2 separate regions of the Zea mays genome follow, and region 1 is linked to region 2. A link is a contact called in public Hi-C data. All regions are on one chromosome and are shown on one strand. The core of a region is the stretch at or near the end of the contact, and the rest is flanking DNA. Distances in the headings are between cores, read along the strand shown. Region 1 holds the start of LOC100276728. Region 2 holds the start of LOC103637402 (alpha/beta-Hydrolases superfamily protein).

Evidence for each region. A called contact is a pair of places that touch in the nucleus more often than the background predicts.
Region 1: a contact with region 2 is called in a Hi-C map of tassel, with 2.3 times the contacts expected there. The contact joins the promoter of LOC100276728 here to the promoter of LOC103637402 in region 2. A contact is called at or near these places in 4 of 25 Hi-C or Micro-C datasets (ear, leaf and tassel).

What each region holds. Positions count from the first base shown.
Region 1 is chr1:83,400,529-83,404,113 of Zm-B73-REFERENCE-NAM-5.0, reverse strand. LOC100276728 reads right to left here and starts at 1,571. Exons shown (of 4, transcript NM_001150446.2): 1 at 1,185-1,571; 2 at 799-1,060. The coding sequence starts at 1,319.
Region 2 is chr1:82,838,859-82,842,334 of Zm-B73-REFERENCE-NAM-5.0, reverse strand. It overlaps LOC103637402 (alpha/beta-Hydrolases superfamily protein), which reads left to right and starts at 2,098. Exons shown (of 3, transcript XM_008659607.4): 1 at 2,098-3,271; 2 at 3,359-3,476. The coding sequence starts at 2,396.

The DNA.
Region 1 (3,585 bases), core at 322-2,821, 560 kb before region 2:
CACGTATCTGGACCTTGATATGTGGCTTTTGTTCAGTTTCGAACTTTGAACTCTAGACTACCCTATGTTGCTTGGCACTAAAAGGTTTTGTTGTTGTTGTATGATCAGAAATGTCAGGCAAAGACTTGACCTAGGAATCTAAACCTCCTCAAATTGTCACAAAAGTTGGCGCATTAGGACATGAATCATTAAGCACACATAAAAGAGCCTTGTCTCAAATGCAGACTAAACGGTTTAGCAGAGGTAATGTAATAATTGAGCTAATTACTGTTCTTGGGAGACATCCACCTAGCATGTAAGTTTCAAGGCAGCCATCAAAAAACTCATCAAGGGGCAACACCTGCAATGCGCTTGTGCTCAGTTCCACAATCACAAGGAAAACAATGAAACTGACTCTAAGAGCCTGCTAAACGTCTGTGTTGTACATGGTCTTATGCTCCAAAGTTGAGTCTTAAAGCTAGCAGCACTGAGTTTCATACATGAACCCCCTATTATCAAAGCTTCAAGTGTGATAATCACATAACACCAGTTAAATTGCTCAATACTTCAGCGGTAGCAAACACATGCTTCAGCAATGTTCAGTTTACACATTCGCTCATTCAGTTTGTTCATTCTTTTCCTAGCAAGAATGTAAATAGCCATGTAAATTGGAACCTGCAATCTTCCTACCAATTCGAGGACATAGTGCGTGTGTTTTCAACTCGAGAATTGTACATAATGCCACTATGAGATGCACCTTGCACAGGTTGTCGCCATTCAGAAAAAGAAAAACCATGGAATGCCCCTCCGTGGTCTTACCTGGGAGCTTGGGGACGCCGAGCCTCTCGCAGAGCACGTCGCAGAAATGGTTACAATTCCTGGAGAGGAGATCGTACGAGTGGCCAGGCCACTCGCGGCTGAGCTCCCGCAGGATCCGGTTAACGGCGGCGATGCCGCACTCGGTCTCCCCGAGGACGATGCGCTCCCGGTAGGTGTACATGGGGTTCTTGCCTATGGGGCAACTAAACACGCCGCTGCCGGACTCGCAGAACCCGAACGACCACTCGTCCTCGCCATAGACCTGCGTTGAGGGGTTCAAGAAATGGCGTGAGATTTAGGGATCTGGAGAAGCGGCACGCAAGCGTCGGTCCCTGGGATCTGAGCGATTGGCGAGGGAAGGGGGAGAGGGGAGCCAGGCCCACTACCTGGACGGCGCTGTGGAAGATGCCGCCGAGGCCGATGCGGTCCTTGAAGATGCGGTTGATCTGGAGGATGGTGTTGTTCGTCTTCTCGGAGTCACTGTTGGTCACGTCATACACGTGGAGCACCACCTCCTTCATTTCAGCCCCCACGGCCCGGCCTCCAGCGGCGGCGGCAGCGATTGCTGTGGCGGCGGCTACGGGGTTTGGGCGGGGACACGGCAAACAAGGGAGGGGATCCAAGCGTCGGCGGGCGGGTGGGTGGATGGGGGTGGAGGGGTGGTCGCTTGCAGTTGCAGGAGAGGAAAGGAGAGGAGACGGTAGTCCGTGGTCGTGGTGCGGTGTTGCCGTGTTGGGGGCTTGGGGCCTTGGGGGCAAATGGGCAATGGGGGTGGAGAAAGCGGTCGGGTTGATCTGCTCTTGCTGGACTCAATGACGACTGGGGCCGCTCAACGGGTTTCTTTGCTTGCACATATATTTAAAAAAAACAGTGCGTTGCTATAATTTTTGTCGCTCTCAAGTGCTAAACACCACCACATCTATAGCGATCTAGATTTGACCGAAGATACATAAAAGATAATAGTTAGTTTGGTTGTATGTTGCTGCGATTTATATATATCATATAAATTATATTTAAATAAATATTTAATAAAGCATGATTATATTTTTTTGCTTTTAAATTATTAGTATATATTTAAAAGCTTCTTGTGACACAAGCAGTTTCACAGTACAATGGTAGACAACAAATTTGGCGTGCATTTTTTTTAAATAGAGTGAAGGGGAGAGGTAGCGTTCGCCTGCGTGAGGGGAGGACACACAATTATTCTCATATTATAATAGTAGAGATCTACTACAAATTTAAATATAGAAGAAGATCAAGATATACAATACAAATAACATTACAAGTTAACCTTTTCATGGAAATAAAACAAACAAAGTTCTATGGAAGGGATAAAACGCATGCATAAGAGCTATCCAAGTCAGCTTACATTATCTTTTGGTAATAGCATGTCCATAAAAATTACTAAGACGCTTTAAATTTCTATGCCGCTTTGTTTCCTCGTGGTGTTGTATAGGGATGGCAACATCAACATTTTACATGCGTGACCACGAGTAAAAATCATAGAGTGTGGGTTTGATTCTCAATCTGGTTATGTGTCACACCCGGTTTTAGAAAGCAAACCGAATGCGAACCATGTACGTGTCAGGATCTGTCGGGTACCGTAATTAGGGGTACCCCCAACACTCCTAAACACGGCTGGTAACCACCATCAACACAAGCTGCAGAGACTGATGGGCGCAATTCAGGTCAAAGCTTCGTCTACTCAAGGGATGCAATCTCACCTCGCCCGAGCCCAGCCTCGGGCGATAACAGTAGTCCCAGGCGAATTCACGCCTCGCCCGAGGGCCTCCTCAAGCAACGGGCGCACCCTCGACTCGCCCGAAGCCCAGCTCGGGCAGACTTCGTTGTGAAGCAACCTAGGCCAAATCGCCTCACCAACCGACCGTATCGCAGACGCATTCAATGCGCGGATCGCCTGACACCTTATCCTGACACACGTGCCTCAGTCGGCAAGGTCGAAGTGACCGCAGTCACTTCGCCCTCCCACTGACCGACCTAACAGGAAGACAACGCCGCTCGCCCCTCTCCGACTGTTGTGCCACCCGCCAGGGTGAGGCTGACAACATCCAATATCAGCCTCAGGCGCAACAGGAAGCTCCGCCTCGCCCGACCCCAGGGCTTGTCCTCAACCTCGGCCTCAGAAGGAGGACTCCGCCTCGCCCGACCCCAAGGCTCGGCCTCAACCTCGGCCTCGGAAGGTGGTCTCCGCCTCGCCCGACCCCAGGGCTCGACCTCAACCTCGACCTCAGGAGGAATCACGTCCTCACCCGACCTCGGCCTCAGGAGGAGTCTCCGCCTCGCCCAACCTTGGGCTCGAACCGACCGCACCACAGGGGATACATCATTGCCCTACCCCTAGCTAGCTCAGGCTACGGGGGAACAAGACCGGCGTCCCATCCAGGCTCACCCCGGTAACAAGTAATGATGGCTCCCCTCGTGTGTCCATGACGACGGCGGTTCTCAGCCCCCTACGGAGGCAAGGAGACGTCAGCAAGGTCCCAGCAGCCCCGACACCTGTGCTTCTACAGGGCTCAAGCGCTCCTCCGACGGCTACGACACCGCATGCACAGGGCTCTAGCACCTCTCCGACAGCCACGTTGGCATGTACACAGGGTTCTGGCACCGCTCTGCCAGACACGTTAGCACATAGCTACTCCCCCATTGTACACCTGGACCTTCTCCTTGCATCTATAAAAGGAAGGTCCAGAGCCCTCATGCGAGAGGGTCGTCGCGCGGGAGGACGAGCTGACGAACCGGCCCACACACACTCTCTCTCCCTCGCGA
Region 2 (3,476 bases), core at 849-3,348:
CTTACAACGCACAGGCGCAACAAGCAATGAACGTGAGTGTCTTATTTATTCTCAACACGCTCGATATTGGTTCTATAACTAATATATTATATTTGCAACAGTCTTGGTTTCCACAGCAGGCACAACAGCAACCATTTGTTTTCCCTCAATTTCAGCCGCCGATGCCTCAGTGGGGATTACATGCTCCGCCACCTCCACCTCCACCTCAGGTTATTCAATTTAGTTAAGACTTGTCGTTTGTATCAACCTAATTGTCAAATCTTTACTAAACTTGATTTTGTAGGGATCCGGGGTCATGGGCCACAACACGCCACCACCGGTCATACCAGCACCAGGAGCTTATGCAGGGGAGGGAGCTTATGCAGGAGAGGTTAGTTTGAGAAACAATTTGTTTGAATAGTCGTTATACATGTAACCAATGCCGTTATTAATGTCATCTTTTTTTTAGGATCCAACCCCGTTACACGACTTCGTCGACCAGTTATTGGCTTCTGGAGGTAGTGGACACAACTCCAACGACCCCAATGTGTGATTAAGTTAGCTTTGTGTCGCACTGTGTTGTAATGAACTATTTTGTGGACTTTATGTTTGTATGGACTATTTGTGGACTTTATATTTGTATGGACTCAAGTTTTATGTTGTGAACTCAAGTATGAATTTTCTGTGATTGTATGGAATTTCTGTTATTGTATGAATTTTGTATGAAATTCTGTTATTTTTCGCATTTTTTTTCATTTTTTTTTTTTGCTCTGAAATTAGTAATTTTCGGCGGCCCCTCTAGCCGTTGAAAATAGGTATTTTATTTTCGGCAGTTGTTATTTCTGGCGGCTGACTGGCTAGCCGCCGAAAATAAACTGTTATTTTCGGCGGCCAGGTAGCCAGCCGCCGAAAATAAGTTATTTTCGGCGGCCAGACACTGGCCGCCGGTTTTTTTTGGCGGCCAGAAGCCGCCGAAAATGACTGTAGCTGTTGTAGTGATCTAAACAAGGACAGTTGATGCATGGTGTTGAGTCGCGAATTTTTTTCCAGATATACGGACGTAGACGAATCCGATATTGGCTAGTGCGAGCAGCAACGTGCTAGCTAGACGCCTAGGTGAACAAGAACAAGGGTGATCCTCCGGTCCAGCATGCAGCTACACCGCACACACTACAAAGCCATGTGCGAACTACGGAACGCTCCTGCAAATGTTCGGCCACGTTCCCCTCTTTCAAAAAAAACGCGCGTATGCATTCTGGCTGCGAGTACTACTTGAGAATCGTATTTGGAGCCCGTATATCCCGAGAAAACAGAATTGCAGACGTGGCAAATAGCTTGCGTGTAGTTAGAAATAACAATAAATTCTAAATTTTAGTTTGGGAGCGAGAAAACCGGGGGATTGGATGGACTTGATTCTCTTTCTTATTTAAAATTAAATAAGAAGGGGAATCTAACCCTTCTAATTCTTTTCGATTTTATAGCTTCTAAAACTAAAAGATTTAAGGATTAGACCATTTTAGGATTGGACCATATTTCTATTTATTTTTAAACTAAAAATTATTTAGACCTCTATTATTTTACGAAAAAATATTTGGATTGCGATCCATTAGCACACCTGTTTGCAGGTGGTGCCTTGCGGACACCGATCGGGCAGCCGGTTCGGAGATTCGGAGCGTGCGTACGTGTGAATACCGTCAGAAGTTCAGAACACGTGGCAACAGAAAAAAAACATCATTTCCATCTGTATATAGTGCATGTTTTCGTATTATATACGTACCTTGAAAGAGTCCTGTCCGATGGCGCTTCGTGACCGCCGATCAGGGCCGAGCGTCAACGGCGACGCCAACAACAATGGCTCAGAACAACAAAAATAATGGCGCGCGTGTGCTCTCGCTGTCTCGTTGTTTCCATTGACTTGTTGGATTCCAATTCCAAGGAGGAAAAAGGAGTACTGTACTGTAAAGAATCTTGCCATGGCAAGTTTACCAAGTGAAACAATGGTTTCTGATTTCAACATTAATTTTTTCTTTCTTGCGTTTTACTACCAGGCAGCAACACATTCTAGACTCCCGTAGACGGAAGCAAGGACCGTCTGGCCGTCTACCTATGCTATGAATGGCCTCTGAGCTGAGCTTGGGCGGGCTGCCTGCCTGCCTGCCTGCCCGCCCGCGCTACCCGCTGCTCCAGTCCAGAGCCCAAGCCAAGCCTTGCGCGGTGCGCGCACCAGTTGGCCGTGTCAGTTCAACTACCACCAACCCCTGCGCTTTAATGCGGGAGCACCATCAATTCACTCTCACTCACTCGCCACGCACCGCTCGCTGCGCTGCAACCTCTGCTCCTTTTACCACCGGTCCGCCACCACCTTCCCTGCGCTGCTAGAGCCTTCCTGGCGGCGGCGGCGGCGGCGTGGATCGATATGGGCGCCGCGGCGCGGTCGGCATTGGCGTCCGCCGGCCGTGCGGCGAACGAGGCCGTGAGCTTCGTGGTGTTCCTGCTGCTGGACGCGCTGGAGGCGCTGCTGTGCGTGGCGTACAGGGTGGCGGACTACGTGGCGGAGGGCGCGTGGCGGCCCTGCTACTGCGCGCGCCCGTCCCCGGCGTCGTCGTCGGGCCCCGCAGGTGGGAAGATCGTCGTGTCGGAGCGGGGAGGCTCCAAGGTGGTCAGCATGCTGTCCGCCACCAGGCTGCACCTCGAGGACATCTCCGACACGCTGTACGCGCGCCGCCGCTCCGTGCTCGCGGTCGCGGGGGCGGCGTTTTCCTCCCCGCGGCGCGCGGCGGCGGGGGTCACCGTGCACTCCGCCCCCATCGTGCAGATGATGCTGCGGGGCAAGGCCGGCGGAGACGGCAGCAACAAGTACCCGTCGCCGCGCTGGTCCGACTGCCACTGCGCCAACTGCAACCCGGCGGACACGGGCCGCCTCTTCGTGCACGTCGAGGCGCCACCAGCTGGCGACGGCGGCGTGGCGACGGAGGAGGACGTGCTGTTCATCCACGGCTTCATCTCGTCGTCGGGGTTCTGGACCCAGACGGTGCTCCCGCACGTGAGCCCCGAGGCGCGGTCCCGGCGGCGGCTGTTCGCCGTGGACCTCCTGGGGTTCGGCCGCAGCCCCAAGCCGGCGGACTCGCTGTACACGCTGCGGGAGCACGTGGAGATGATCGAGCGGTCCGTGATCGAGCGCCACGGGGTCAAGTCCTTCCACATCGTGGCGCACTCGCTGGGCTCCATCCTCGCGCTCGCGCTCGCCGTCAGGTACCCCGCCGCGGTCAAGTCCCTCACGCTCGTCGCGCCGGTACGTGTAGTGTTCTCGACATCATCTCATTCCGCGTGCGCTCTCTCTGTCTCTCTCTCTCTGACGCTAGCGCTAGCGCTAATGCAGCCGTACTTCCCGGTGCCGCGCGGGGAGGTCGGCACGCAGTACGTGCTGCGGACGGTGGCGCCGCGGCGGGTGTGGCCGGCCATCGCGTTCGGCGCCTCCGTGGCCTGCTGGTACGAGC